2 separate regions of the Mus musculus genome follow, and region 2 is linked to region 1. A link is a contact called in public Hi-C data. All regions are on one chromosome and are shown on one strand. Each heading gives the region's core, a stretch centred on a gene start, on an enhancer-like site or on the middle of the called end of the contact. The rest is flanking DNA. Distances are from core to core; before and after follow the strand shown. Region 1 overlaps Mtap (methylthioadenosine phosphorylase). Region 2 holds the start of Cdkn2a (cyclin dependent kinase inhibitor 2A).

The links. Hi-C and Micro-C count contacts between places; a contact is called where the count stands out from the background.
Region 2: a Hi-C map of the G1E-ER4 cell line shows a contact between it and region 1, with 3 times the contacts expected there. The contact joins the promoter of Cdkn2a here to the enhancer-like site in region 1. A contact is called at or near these places in 7 of 39 promoter capture datasets (the C10 cell line, the HPC-7 cell line, embryonic stem cells and 4 more), 3 of 15 datasets of contacts at CTCF or cohesin (CD8 T cells, large pre-B cells and pro-B cells), 14 of 484 Hi-C or Micro-C datasets (the AML12 cell line, the C10 cell line, the G1E-ER4 cell line and 9 more), 13 of 115 datasets of contacts at active chromatin or transcription factors (CD8 T cells, bone marrow-derived macrophages, embryonic fibroblasts and 5 more) and 5 of 9 other capture datasets (adipose tissue, bone marrow-derived macrophages, liver and 2 more).

Annotation. Positions count from the first base shown.
Region 1 is chr4:89,158,162-89,165,079 of GRCm38.p6, forward strand. All of the region lies in intron 4 of Mtap (methylthioadenosine phosphorylase), which reads left to right. It also overlaps the pseudogene Gm12607. Among named protein-coding and RNA genes, the nearest start is that of Gm26490, 21 kb to the right of the region's middle. Within about 2 kb of position 4,515, at least 66 of the 459 cell types and tissues checked have an H3K27ac peak or open chromatin away from gene starts, as enhancers often do. A contact at or near this core is called in the G1E-ER4 cell line, centrocytes, colorectal tumor organoids and 3 more, where this site is marked.
Region 2 is chr4:89,279,657-89,286,574 of GRCm38.p6, forward strand. Cdkn2a (cyclin dependent kinase inhibitor 2A) reads right to left here and starts at 2,536. Exons shown (of 3, transcript NM_001040654.1): 1 at 2,330-2,536. The coding sequence starts at 2,455.

The DNA of each region.
Region 1 (6,918 bases), core at 3,265-5,764:
TCGGATCGTACGTGTGAGTAGTTCCTGCTGCTGTCTTTCTGTTTCTCACTTCTTTAATTCACTTCAAGAAATCCCTCCAGGTTCATCTTGTCACACATGACTGTTGTCTTTCTGGGTTTTTTTTGTTTTTGGTTTTGTTTTTGTTTTTTCGAAACAGGGTTTCTATGTATAGCCCTGGCTGTCCTGGAACTCACTCTTGTAGACCAGGCTGGCCTCGAACTCAGAAATCCTCCTGCCTCTGCCTCCCGAGTGCTGGGATTAAAGGTGTGCGCCACCACCACCCAGCTGACTGTTCTCTTTCTTATTTAGTGTTTGTTGTCTGCTAGGAAGGGCATGTCCTCTTGTTAGTGACAGTTCTCCGTGAGTTGGCTTCTGTGCAGTGCTCAGCATCCACTTTGATTCAATGGAGAGAAAGCAAAAATAACACTGCCAGGCGGTGATGGCACTCACCTTTTAATCCCAGCATTCTGAAGCAGAGACAGGTGGATCTGTGAATTCAAAGGCCAGCCTGGTCTACAGAGCAAGTGCCTGGACAGCCAGGGCTACACAGAGAAACCCAGTCACTAGAAACAAAACCACAGATAGATATATCTGTAGTGAAAGGAAGAACTATAGGGCATACTAGGAAGGTAAAATTTAGTAAGATGAAAGTATAAGGGAAAGAGAGAAGTGGGGTACCCCTTTAATACCAGCAGTTGGGAAGCTAGGCAGGGTAACTAGAAACTTGAGACTAACCAGAGCGACATAGTGAGACCCTGTCTCAACAAAAGGTAGCAGTTTGGGGAAGGTTGAGCACACAATAAAAGAGATTGAAGGGAAAAGTCATATATTCCTCCTTGCTGAAGATGGGGTGGGTGGGGGTCAGGGGGAAGTGGATACTTTTTAGATCCAGTCCAGCAGGTCAGTTTGGGCTGGGGGTTTGGAGGCTGAGCCTGTTCTACCTTGCCTACCAGCGTGAGCTAAGAAGTGGCTGAGTTACAGCCGCTAAGGAAGCAGAGCTCTAGTCATGCCAGTGACCTTGGTATGTGGCCCCTAGGAGGTAGACTACAGTCCTTCTGGCTTGTCGCAAGTGTGGGCTGCTCAGATGGTTGCCCGTCACTTTCAAGATACTCTGTCATCAGTGTTCCTGTGTGTATGACAAACCAGTGCCTGTAAACATCCCTGAGCTTCCGCGTGTGAGGATGATGATCAAACCAAGGCATCCTGCAGTGAGCAGGCAAGACGTCCCAGGCATGAAGTGCTTTGCCAGCCCTGGCCACAGTAGACTCTGCCTGCGTCCACCCATAAGTCTTTACACAGTTCATCTCATGCTTCAGAGATCCAACACTGTTTTTAAAAAGAAACTTTTTTACTTCCCCATGTAATGCAGATGAGCACATCAGGCTAAGAAAGGAATAACAGTGTTAGGAGGGGTGATAGATCCAGATTACCATGGGGAAATTGGATTACCTCTTCACAATGGTGGTAAGCAAGATTATGTCTGGAGTGTAGGAGATCCCTTAGGGCGTCTCTTAATACTACCATGTCCTGTGATTAAAGTCAATGGGAAACTACAACAGCCTAATCCAAGCAGGATGACAAAGGACGCAGACCCATCAGGAATGAAGGTATGGGTCAATCCTCCAGGAAAAGAGCCAAGACCTGCTGAGGTGCTGGCTGAAGGTGAAGGAAATACAGAATGGGTAGTAGAGGAAGGTAGTTATAAATACCAATTAAGGCCACGTAACCAGTTGCAGAAACGAGGATTATAAAGTAATATGAATGCTTCTGTCCTATTTTGCTAAGAATACATTTGTCTTTCTTCCAATTTCTTTAACATCAATTGGTATGTAAGTTGAGAAACTAAAAGGATGTTCCCAAGGGACATTGCCCCATTGTGAATTTACTGTACAGGAATAGTTATATCATGTTAGGCTTACTCAGGACAGGACCTTGTTATTGTTTCATGTGGACATGAAATATTATTTGTGTCAAGTTGACAAGGGGTGAATTGTAGTGGCTGTTCCTAGTTGTCAACTTGACTATATCTGGAATGAACTACAATCCAGAGCTGGAAGGCTCGCCTGTGACCCTAATCTGGAGGCTGGGAGATACTAGTTTCTCACCTGGATCTTGGCATGGAGATCTTGAGGCATAGTGGCTATGAACCCCAGAAGATTAAGACAGGGAGATCTCTGAGTTCAAGGTCATCTGGGATTAAAGGCCTGGTGGCAACTTTTCTTTATTTTTTTTTTAACTTGCCCAAGCATTTAACTGTATCCAGTTCCCTCCAAGCCATCAAAGATATTTGATTATATTGGCCTTCCTTACAGCATGGAGTCATGTTTTTCCACTAATGACCTCCCATGGTTTCTGTTGTAATTTTGCTTGCCAGACCCCTTCTTGTGTGGCCATCCTGGCGCTGGTAGTCTTGTGTTTAACGTCTGATTCTGAGCCCACCCAGCTTCTCGTCTGTGTTCTGTTCGATTCGGAATTTTGAGGGAGTCGATCAAGAACACCAGAGGCTTTGTGTACAATATTGGTAGCCTGTCTTGTGGAGTGTCACATCCAGCCAGTGCCACCAGGCCAGTGGTCGTCTTCAGCATACCCACCATTTTTCCTAGTGCTCATTAACAGTCCCTTTGAAAGGATAAGGAAGTGGACATTTCCTTGGGCCAAGAGAATCTTGTTAGGCATTTCTATTTTCGAAGGACCTTATAGGGCATCCAAGATTTATAATTTGAGGTCTGTCTCCCATACTACATGTCTTCATGTGTCGCACTGTGCCCTGCCCGGGCACCACTGTCACACTGCTTGAGGAAGGCAGAATGAAGTCTGGAACTGGGGTCTGCTGCCTGCGTCTTCCTTCACCAGACCAGAAGGGGAAACAGCAGAGTCTGGGACAAATTCTATAGTTCTTTGTCTCCTCTCTGGGTTCCACTGAGAGTCAGGAACGGGGGCCAGCACTCTACCTTTCTCCTCTGGGTCTCTTGAGAGCCAAGCAGAGAGGGGAGACAGAGCTCTGGATGAGTGGACCTGTCCGATGAGGAGCGAGAGCCAAGTGGACCAGAAGGACTGGAGGGGAGATAGCCTTCCTCAGGGGTCTTTTAGTTGTAGGCCTTCCCCACAATGATCCTTAGTGAAGCAGCTCTCTGAGATGGACCTTGCTTGTTCTTGCTGATTTATTTGATGGTAGATGTAAGTGAATACACTTTATTTGGGCTGAGTCAGGGGTTCTCTATCTTTTGTGGAAAAGGAGTACCCAGGAAGGGAAGACAACATTATTGGCTGAAGACTCGGGGCTATCTGGATTCCTCACTAGCATGGAGAACTCCAGATGTTATGCCCAAGGTCCTCAGTTAGGTGTCCTGGTTACCTGTTCTAGAACAAGGAGCAGCTGTACCCTACTGGTCTCAGGTCTCTGAGGTCCTCCAGATCTGAGCTCAATCAACCTTGCCTTTTTTTTTTTTTTTTTTGGGGGGGGGGGGGGGTGTTGGTTTGGGTTTTTTTTTTTTTTTTTTTTTTTTTTTTTTTATCTGCATTTATTTTATGTTGAATTTATTCCCATGCCATGAGATTTTGTTTCTTCAGTTTTTTCTGGGATATCTCTTTCTTCTATACAACCTCCTCTTCGGGCTTTGGAACGATCTGTTCCTTCACAATGAGGATCATCTCAGTGTGGCTAGGGAGCTCATGTATGGGTTAATCGAGCCATGAGCTCTGCTCTATAGGTTCGTCGGTGTGTCTTAAGTTCCTTGTTCACCTGGATATGTTGAATAACTAGACAATCTACATCGAAACCGGAAGTTCAGCATTACTTTATGCATTTTAAAGCATGTGCAGCAAAAATTTAGCACTCTTTCCAGAATGGCACACATTGCTTCTTTAAAGTGACATCCTTCAGCCTCTTGGTGGCTTTGCCGCTATGAGGCTATGCATACCCTTGCTGTCCTGGGCAATTTCTCAGATGTTCTTAAACTGAATGAAGGTTTGAAACTCTAGATTTGCATGATTTTGTCGGATGTTCTGCGGCAAGAGAGTAGCAAACCATCTTCACAGGTCACGCCTGGCCGCTTACAGGAAAAGGCCTTGCCAGTTCCTTATAACTGGTAGCACGGTCCTATGTACTGTACATTCCTGTGGGTAGGGACATTTCTCTTTCATCCTGCCACCTGTGGGGGTGGGCAGCTGACACAGAGGAGTCGATGTAACTTCCCTCCTGACTCTGGCTTTGCTATGTGGATAAAGAGAGCTTAGCTGTTCTCAGGGCTCCAGTTGGACTTTTAGATGGTGAATTTTTTACATGCTTTGATCCCAGCATCTTCTGATCTTCAGTGTCACTTTGCCACTTATAGATAAAGCAGCAAGTGTATGGACCCCCAGCTGCTTGCTAAGGGGTCTACAGTTACTTCCTCACCAAATGCTAACAGTTCTTTTTACAAATATCTTTGATTATGCAGTGGCCTCTCAACCGCACAGGATCTATGATGAGGTGCCTCATGAAGTCAGAGACGAGAGATAGATGCCTCCTCCCTGCTGTGGTTTGGCACGGGCCTTGTGTAAACAGGCCAGATTCTAAGAAGAGCCTTGGCCGAGTTTAGAAGCATAGTTGTTTGGATTGCTTAGCCTTTCTCTTGTTACTTATCAGCTTTGTAGCTTATACTTACTTCTTAAAGGTTCGTTGTAGAGTGTTGCATAGGGGGCCTTCTCCTGGGGGACTCTGCTGGCTTCTCCCCAATGTTGACACACTCTATTGTCTCTTCCTGAATTTCTGGGCACACCTGGTCCCTCCATTTAACACCATGACCAAAAGGCAGGTTGTGGAGGAAAAGGTTTATTTAGATTACACATTTAGATAATAATTCATCTTTGGAGGAGATTGGGACAAGAATTCAAGCAGGGCTGGAACTTGGAGGCAGAAGCTGATGCAGGGTCACGGAGGGGCGCTGCTTACTTCCTTGCTCTTCATGGCTTGCTCAGCCTGCTTTCTTTTAGAACCCAGGATCACCACCAGCCCACCTACCGTGGACTGGGCCTTCCCCACGATTAGTGAGGGGAAAAATTGAGAAATTGCTTTGCAGCTGGACCTCATGGATGCATTTTCTCAACTGAGGCACTGATGAATCTAACTTGGGTCAAGTTGACACACAAAACCCACCAGTACAGATACTATTTTAGATCCTGTTGTTTGGGTAGAGGAAATGTAATACAGCCATCCCATTCGAGAGGCTGAGGTCCCAGGGGCAGGGACTTCCGGCAATGTCTTCATGTATCCTTTCTTCCTGTGCCATCAATATCTGCTGCATCACTGAAGTCATTGATTGGACAGGAAGGAAGGATATATGTAGAAATTGTGGGTGTGAGTCTTTATTTTAAACTTAAAACAAAATTCATAGAGACAGAGTAACTTCTGTGACTCAAAATACCAGGTCAAGCAATGCCTGCCCTTCAGTATCCTTACCTGTTAATGTAAGAGTTCTGCGGGTATTGGGTTCTGATATGTTCCTTCTCAAGCTTTTTGGTTGGTTGGTTGTTTTTTTTTTTTTTTTCCCAGCTTGTCCTCTTGCAGGAAGAATAGGAGAGGCCTGGGTTTGCTCTCGCTCTGACTCATCAGGAAAGTCCCGCACTAAATACATGGGCTGATATGATAGATGATGCCTATGTATTTCACCCTCCTCCTCCTAGAGACACAGCCCTACCTTGGGCTTCCCCGGTGATGTCATCGTTGAAGGCTGAGGTCTTGTAGGGGTGTGCTCTGGTGTCCACACAGGTCTTCTTTCATCTTGAGTGTGTCCACTAGAGTCTAACGGTTAGAAACGGACTCCTGAGCGAGATGACTTGCACCTGGGACCTCACCCCTGAGGAGTGCACAGTAGGGCCATTGTTTGAGGGTAGTTCTGGATACCCAGATTACATAATGACAGCACCCTGTCTAAAACAGGAAGGGAAGGCACGGAGACCCATGATGCAGAGTTTCCCAGGGGCCTTTGCTCCGTCCCACCCCTCTGAGAGGCAAGTGTGGACAGGACAGGACCATCCTGTTTCTCTGGCTTCTTGTGTGTGTCCTCACTCTGCTGAGAAAGTCATCTTCAATGTTATAAAGAAGCAGATACTACTGGGCATACACTCACTGCATGCCTCTGCCCTCCCTTCCATCTATAACTTGTGTCCGAGTTTTCCTTTTGTATCTAGCAAAGTCAACAACCCCCAAGAAGTAGTTTGTCCTTGGAGTCTGCTCTGGAATCTAGTTTCGTTAGAGCTCTTCACAGTCTCACCACATTCCTGTTGTAACAACTGAGCTGTGGAGCTGAGTGCCATGGTCAGTTAATGGCAGGCACTCCGTGATCATCCTCTGATTGATGCTTGAGAAGACCTAGGGACAGAGATGCTGCTACATACTAGCAAGTGGACCCAAACTCAGGTGATTCGAGCCTGTCCCCTCAGCTCCCGCTCTCCCGCCCCAGTGAGATGGCTCAGATTTTGTAACTGTCTTCTGGCACTTACTCGTTTGTAACACTGCCACACCCTCAGTGAGCCTGGCTGGAGCCACCTGTCCCTCTTCTGTCTCTGAGTCTCCATCACAACATCTTGTTCCGTGTGCATGCTCAAGCCTACCTTCTCTCCCTGCAAGCATTCTGGACAGTTCTCCCCCTTTCCACCTGACAGCCCCTTTAGCTGCTTTCTATAGCTTCCTGTAAATAAGACATGAACTGGCCACAAGTGATGTCTAGGGGGCTGTCCTCTGGGCTTTGGAAAGCAGAAGTTAAACTGGCAGAAATGATGTTCTGATTAGCTATTCTCATAGACTGACTCAGCCCTTCCTATAACTTGGTGTAAATTGTTCCAACTTGTGGATACGTGCTTTGTTAACTCTTGCCACTTTTCTAGGAATGGTTTCTGTTTTGAGGTTTTTTTGGGGAGGTTGGTTTTTTTTGAGAC
Region 2 (6,918 bases), core at 1,286-3,785, 120 kb after region 1:
TAGGTTTGGAATCTGCACTCAGACTATAGGAAGTTAAGGACAATGTTACACTAATGTAATTGATGCCCTGCTACCTGTGTCTCCTGTATGAATAATAACAACCACCCTGGCAACTTGCCTCAGGAACAAGTCTTGCTCCTAGTGCTACAATCTCAGGCACACTTCCTTCTCCTCAGGTCCCTGCTTCTGTTTACCCACCGCTTCAGCTGCCATCTCCTCCTCCTCTCCTGTTGAAAGTTTTAGCCTCAGGAGTCTTCTCAAGAACCGTATTAGCAACAACAGTCTTGCACACATTGCCAAAAAAACCAAACAAACAAAAAAAGAAACAAAAAACAATCCACATGGAAAGCCAAGAAGTTTGCCACTAGAACAAGCCTGAAGAGTGGACCTTGATAAACCTTCAGGAACTTCTGGCTTCTAAGAGGAAGATCTAATCACTTTGCGGTTCTGTGCTCTCTCAACTCCTCAAAAGTCCATCATCCCTCCCTCCCTCCCTTCTCCTCCCATGTGTTCCGTGTGTGTGTGTGTGTGTGTGTGTGTGTGTGTGTGTGTGTGTGTGTGTGTGTGTGGTAGAGGGGCTGGAGTGTCATCAGCTCATCCAACACGGTTTTGTTGGCCACAGATGGTTTTATAACTTCAGACATCTCTTATTCAGTGCTGATGGAGGCAGAGAAGAGAGGGAAGGCAGTGGACGTAGGCACTCAGAATTATGTGTGATTTCTAAGATGAATTTCTCTCTCTCTCATATATATATACACATATAAAATAATGAAGATAATATAATTGCACTAGTATTGCTGAATCATTCTCCGAAGAAAGTAAAACTAACTTAGGTTTCAGCAAAACTGTAAAGGAACTACAGAAAAGAGAAAGTAACAATACTGTGTGTTGAAGACCTCCATCTTGCTCATAAAATTGGTTTTAAAAATTGCTCACATCTGAAGAAAGCAATCACAAGTGGGGAGGGAGGGAGGGACCTGGGAGGGAAAGTAGAAGGGTTGGGGAGGGAGTTGGGGAGAATAAAAAAATAATAAAGGTAGAAGGGGAAACCCTGTGATAGGAAAAAAAATGCTCACATCTTTTATGGTATGGAAAAGTTGAAATAGCAAAAATAAAATGAATACTAAATCCTTTAAGAAAGTACCTTGGGTTTTTTTGTTTTGTTATTTTCTTTCTACTCTTCTTTTGTTAGGGGGGAGGTGTTTCTATACAGGGTTTTCTCTATGTCATCCCTGCTGACCTAGAACTGAAAAGATTAGTTTGCCTCTGTCTCTTGATTCTGGGATTAAAAAACAAACAAACAAACACCCCCAAAAAAACCAGCCTGGCTTATTTTTCCTCTTCTCTTCTCTTCTCTTCTCTTCTCTTCTCTTCTCTTCTCTTCTCTTCTCTTCTCTTCTCTTCTCTTCTCTTCTCTCTTCTAGGCTTATCTCCCCTCCCCTCCCCTCCCCTCTCTCCTCCTCCTCCTCCTCCTCCTCTTCCTCCTCTCCTCTCCTCTCCTCTCCTCTCCTCCCCCCCCCCCAGCATTTCTGCCTGAACATCAAATGGGTTATGGCTCTGAAACCAAACCAACTTCCTCCTTCCCCGTTAAAACTATCTACCCAACTTTCTTAACTTTTCTGTATTCAATGAATACGGTCCTCTCTTACATATTTTAGGACTCCAAAGGCAAACTTCTCAGCAACTGGTAACACTGCAAATGTTAAACTGCAAACTATAGACACGTTATTTTAAAAGGTTCACATTTATCTCGCACAACCACCCAACCTGTCTAGAATCAAAGAGGTTTCCACGCTTGACTTGCAAATGATCTCAAGGTCCCAAACTCGTTTGTTTATTTTTATTCTGTGATTTAAAGTGTGTAAAATATAGTCTATGTTGCAGTTTCAGAAGGCACCTTCCAGCCTTTTTAGTCAAGTTGAAACCGATGTTCTTTTTCTTCAGCTTATTATGCACAGGCTCTGGAATGCACATTTGTTTCACGGGAATTTTCTTTGTTAGAGTTAGAAAGGATAGTTACAGACATTTCTAGGGCCAGGACTCCTTTTAGGCTGAAACTTAGTAATCTGGTAAAAGCAAGACCAGAATTAATCAGCTGACAGTAGATGGGAGAAACAAGACTTCTCAAAAATAAGACACTGAAAACTCGATGCCAAAATGGTTTCACTATAACAAGTTAGTTTAATGGGTGGCTCCGGTGGGCAGCAGCAACAACAAAAACAAACAAACAAACAAAAATATCTGGGGTATGCATTTCAAATGGTAATTGAAATGTTATCTCTTCCTGAACAAAAGTTACCCGACTGCAGATGGGACACTCCTTGCCTACCTGAATCGGGGTACGACCGAAAGAGTTCGGGGCGTTGGGCGAAACCCCGGCTTCCAGCAGTGCCCGCACGTCATGCACACGGCCCTGGGCCGCCGCCCTGGCCAGTCTGTCTGCAGCGGACTCCATGCTGCTCCAGATGGCTCTCCTCGAGTTCGCTTTCCTCGCGGAGATTCAGTGCCCGCCCAATCGCCCAGTCGTGTGACCAGTGGGTCCCTCCTTCCTTCCTCTGAGGATGGTGTGGGGGGGGGGGGGAGCCACACTCTGCTCCTGACCTGGCTCCACAGCCCGCCATAGGTGGCGCTATTTGCCCTGAATATAGCATGAATTGAACACCCCTGAAAACACTGCTGTTCCCCCCACCTCCGGATGGGGGAGGGGAAAGGGATGGAGCCCGGACTACAGAAGAGATGCAGGGTTCAGGAGGAGAGCTGGGCGTTGAAACAGCGCTAAAGGATCGGACAGCCCCCGCCTGCTACCCACGCTAACACCCCTCCCCCATGCCTGGTCACCCTTTGACACGCTGGGCTCCTTCTGGACCCGCACAGCAAAGAAGTGCACACGTGTCTTCTGAGAAAGTGAACTAGTCCTTCTCGAAATCTCTCCTTCCTCCCCAGTGCAACACCCAGGTATTAGAAAAACGAAGGAGGGTAATTTTCATCACTACACTGAAACTTAAGGTATTTAACATCTTAGCAGAAAATTGTGTCATCTTTTATTCAGAAGAAAGAGCTACAACTTCGCCAAGCTGAGATCCCAACAACCCTAGCTCAAACAACTCATTTTGGAGGGTACCACGCCCAGTATGAAATCCGAATCTTTGCGAAGGATTTGCAGAAACATTTCTGATGTTGCTGTATCAGTGCTAGGATTCTGTACACAACTATAAAAAAGTGACGGGGTGAAGTCATCGGAGGGCAATCTGCTTATAAAGTATTTCTATTTTATGGGGCTGTTGTTTGTTTAAATGAGTTGGTGTGCTGCGCATAAACGTTGCACCGGTTTAAATTGTTCGTTAAAAACGTCTTTGCAATCTTGTGAGGCAGGAAGAAGAACACGCTTTGGGCAGAGTTACCAGTACTGGACAGAAGGGAGGATTTAAAAAGACAGTCCTCACCAGAAAGGCAATGGCCCTTTCTTCCACTCCTGGAACTCAGCATAAACTCAGAACTCTGTCTCCCTTCTGCCTCCTGGGTGCCAGGATTAAAGGCCTGGCATTATTTTCTGCAGATTTTGAATAATTTTCTCTCCCCATATTCTTTATATGGCCACAGCTATTTTTGACTTTGTATGTGTGTGGTGAGAATGTCAGTCATATCCTGTGGACACAAAACTACAGACAGACAGAGAACTGACCCCTCATTTACCAACTCCACGAATTCAAATGTGTGGGGGGGGGGGAGGGAGAGGGAGGGAGAGAGGAGGGGGAGAGGGAGGGAGGGGGAGGGAGAGAGAGACAGAGAGAGAGAGAGAGAGAGAGAGAGAGAGAGAGAGGAGACACACACACACACACACACACACACACACACACACAGAGACAGAGACAGACAGAGACAGAGAGAAAGAAAGGAGAGTCTCACCTTATATTATACCCCAGGTTGGCCCTGCTTCTGTCTCTTTAACTGCTGGGATTAGAAGCTGCTACCAAGCAAGCTGAGTTTAGTTTAAATAAACTATGTAAATTTTCTGAGGCTTTGTTCTCTCTCCTCAGGTTTAAGTAAATTATGTAAACTTCTTGAGGTCTGTAAGGAAAATAAAATTCACCTAGAAAAGGCCATTTTGGAGAGTAATGAATATTCTGTGAAAATCCAGGTATATAGCGGGTTTTCAATAAATAAAAATTATTTTGGAACACATACATGTTCTCTCATGTTAGTGATAGAGAATATTAAAAGTCAATTTTCTCTTTGCCCTAACTCATAACTGTGTATTCCTGCAGAAGTTATAAGAATCAATAAGTAATCTCCCTTCTACTAGTTGCGATTAATTTTCTTTTTGAGGATTCAACCCTCTAAAAGCATCACTGTGGTCGCAAAAGTTCCTGTGTTCTAACAAAATAACTTTCAGAAAAAACCTAGTCATTAGATTAAGGGAAGTGACTCTGGGGTGGGTCGCTGTGTCCAGTGTTTCCTCTGCTCTGTAGCCTACCACTTTTTCTTTGACTGTATTTCAAGAGAAAATTCGTATTCCAGGATGGCCCTGGGAAAATTAGGTTAAACAGGGGAACGGAGAGTTTATCCCTGATACTGGTTTATGTCTACCCCTTTATAAAGTCCCTTATGGAGTCGATTTTCCTTTAAAAATAAGTGTTGCCCTCTGATTGTTAACTGGAAGGAAAAATGGTGTATTGTGCATTTGTGTGTCTGGAACCTCAATTCTGAATAACTTCTTCAAAGGAGTTATAAGTTACCATAAATGACTCAAATGTCACATTCAAGACATTGTGAGGGGTTTGAAAATGACTTTAACACCACACACACACACACACACACACACACACACACACACACTTTTAAAACAATATTTAAAAACTGCTTTGAGTAAATTGCAGGGCTTTCCGTAGAAATCACTATACTAGGTCATTGAAATTGTTTGAGATCAAAGATAGATTAATAACAATACTTTTTGGTTTTAAAAACTACACTGATTTCCTACTACAGAAAAATACAGATATTATTATCCAGGTAGTACATGCTTTCATACAGGGGATCTATGCAGATGTAGCTATAAAAGCAGTGACTTTACACTAATTTTCATAGGGCATCTATGTCAGATTTGGCTAGGGAGTTGGTTGTTAGATGTATCCTACTTGGATGTTTGCAGGGTGTCTGACATCCTCTACCTACTTCTATATGTCATTATATAAATACCGCAAACTGCTGCCTTGGGCTTACAGCTAAAAAATAAAATAAATAAATAAATAAAATGGAATCAGAGAAATCCCTGCTGCTCCAAAACCACAACAGCTAGGAAGGAAAAGGAAATGATCCCAGGAAGTCAAAGGAAATGATCCCAGGAAGTCAAAGGAAATGATCCCAGGAAGGAAAAGGAAATGATCCCAGGAAGGAAAAGGAAATGATCCCAGGAAGGAAAAGGAAATGATCCCAGGAAGTCAAAGGAAACGATCCCAGGAAGGAAAAGGAAATGATCCCAGGAAGTCAAAGGAAACGATCCCAGGAAGGAAAAGGAAATGATCCCAGGAAGTCAAAGGAAACGATCCCAGGAAGGAAAAGGAAATGATCCCAGGAAGTCAAAGGAAACGATCCCAGGAAGGAAAAGGAAATGATCCCAGGAAGTCAAAGGAAACGATCCCAGGAAGGAAAAGGAAATGATCCCAGGAAGGAAAAGGAAATGATCCCAGGAAGTCAAAGGAAACGGATGTGATCCCAGGAAGTCAAAGGAAATGATCCCAGGAAGTCAAAGGAAATGATCCCAGGAAGTCAAAGGAAATGATCCCAGGAAGTCAAAGGAAATGATCCCAGGAAGTCAAAGGAAACGGATGTGATCCCAGGAAGGAAAAGGAAATGATCCCAGGAAGGAAAAGGAAATGATCCCAGGAAGGAAAAGGAAATGATCCCAGGAAGTAAAAGGAAACGGATGTGATCCCAGGAAGTCAAGGGAAATGATCCCAGGAAGTCAAAGGAAATGATCCCAGGAAGTCAAAGGAAATGATCCCAGGAAGGAAACGGATGTGATCCCAGGCTGTGTGAACACCAAGAATGGGCGGGCGTTCTTCTGCTTCACGCTGTTCAAACTGTGGTAGCGCAGAGCCTTTCCTTTTCTGCTTTTAAATCAAAGTAGAAACACGTAATTTATGGGAGATTTCAGGTTAAATCTGTGAGATGCAGAGACTTGGGAGCTCATAAGAACTTTGGCAATTATTATGTTGCCTCATGTTTTGGATTTTTCCACTGAATCAGTAAATATTCACTGGGACATAGAGATTCACACTGTGTAAGAGTGACTTAAGGGTGTTAAAAATGTGTAGACATGGGCCGGTGAGATGGCTCAGCGGGTAAGAGCACTGACTGCTCTTCTGAAGGTCCTGGGTTCAAATACCAGCAACCACATGGTGGCTCACAACCACCCATAATGAAATCTGATGTCCTCTTCCAGTGCAGTGTCCTTATATATAATAATAAATAAATCTTAAAAAAATGTGTAGACACCCTAAGCATGGTGGTACATACTGCTCATCCCAGCACTTAGGGGGCCGAGGATGTCTGGGAGCCCCAGGTTACAGAATGAGAGACTGCACATCAAAATACCAGAAAATGAAATGGTTTGTATGTTTGCTCCTAAGTCCAGAAGCAAACAAAGTCAGTGATATAGAAAGTATTAACCAGTGACATTTTACAGGTTGTGATATTTATCTGAGCTTTCATCTTTATACACAAGACAGAGTAAAATATCTAAAACCATAAGCACAATGAGATAATTAAATGAGATAATGCAGATCAGATTTCTCTATTAAGCTCCTCATAAATCACTTCTGAGAGAAAATATATCTTCAATATTTCTTTTGGAAGAGTGACTGAATGAGCTTCTTTTTAAGAAATGTGGAATTATGTAGAATATGTTCTGTTGTTAAC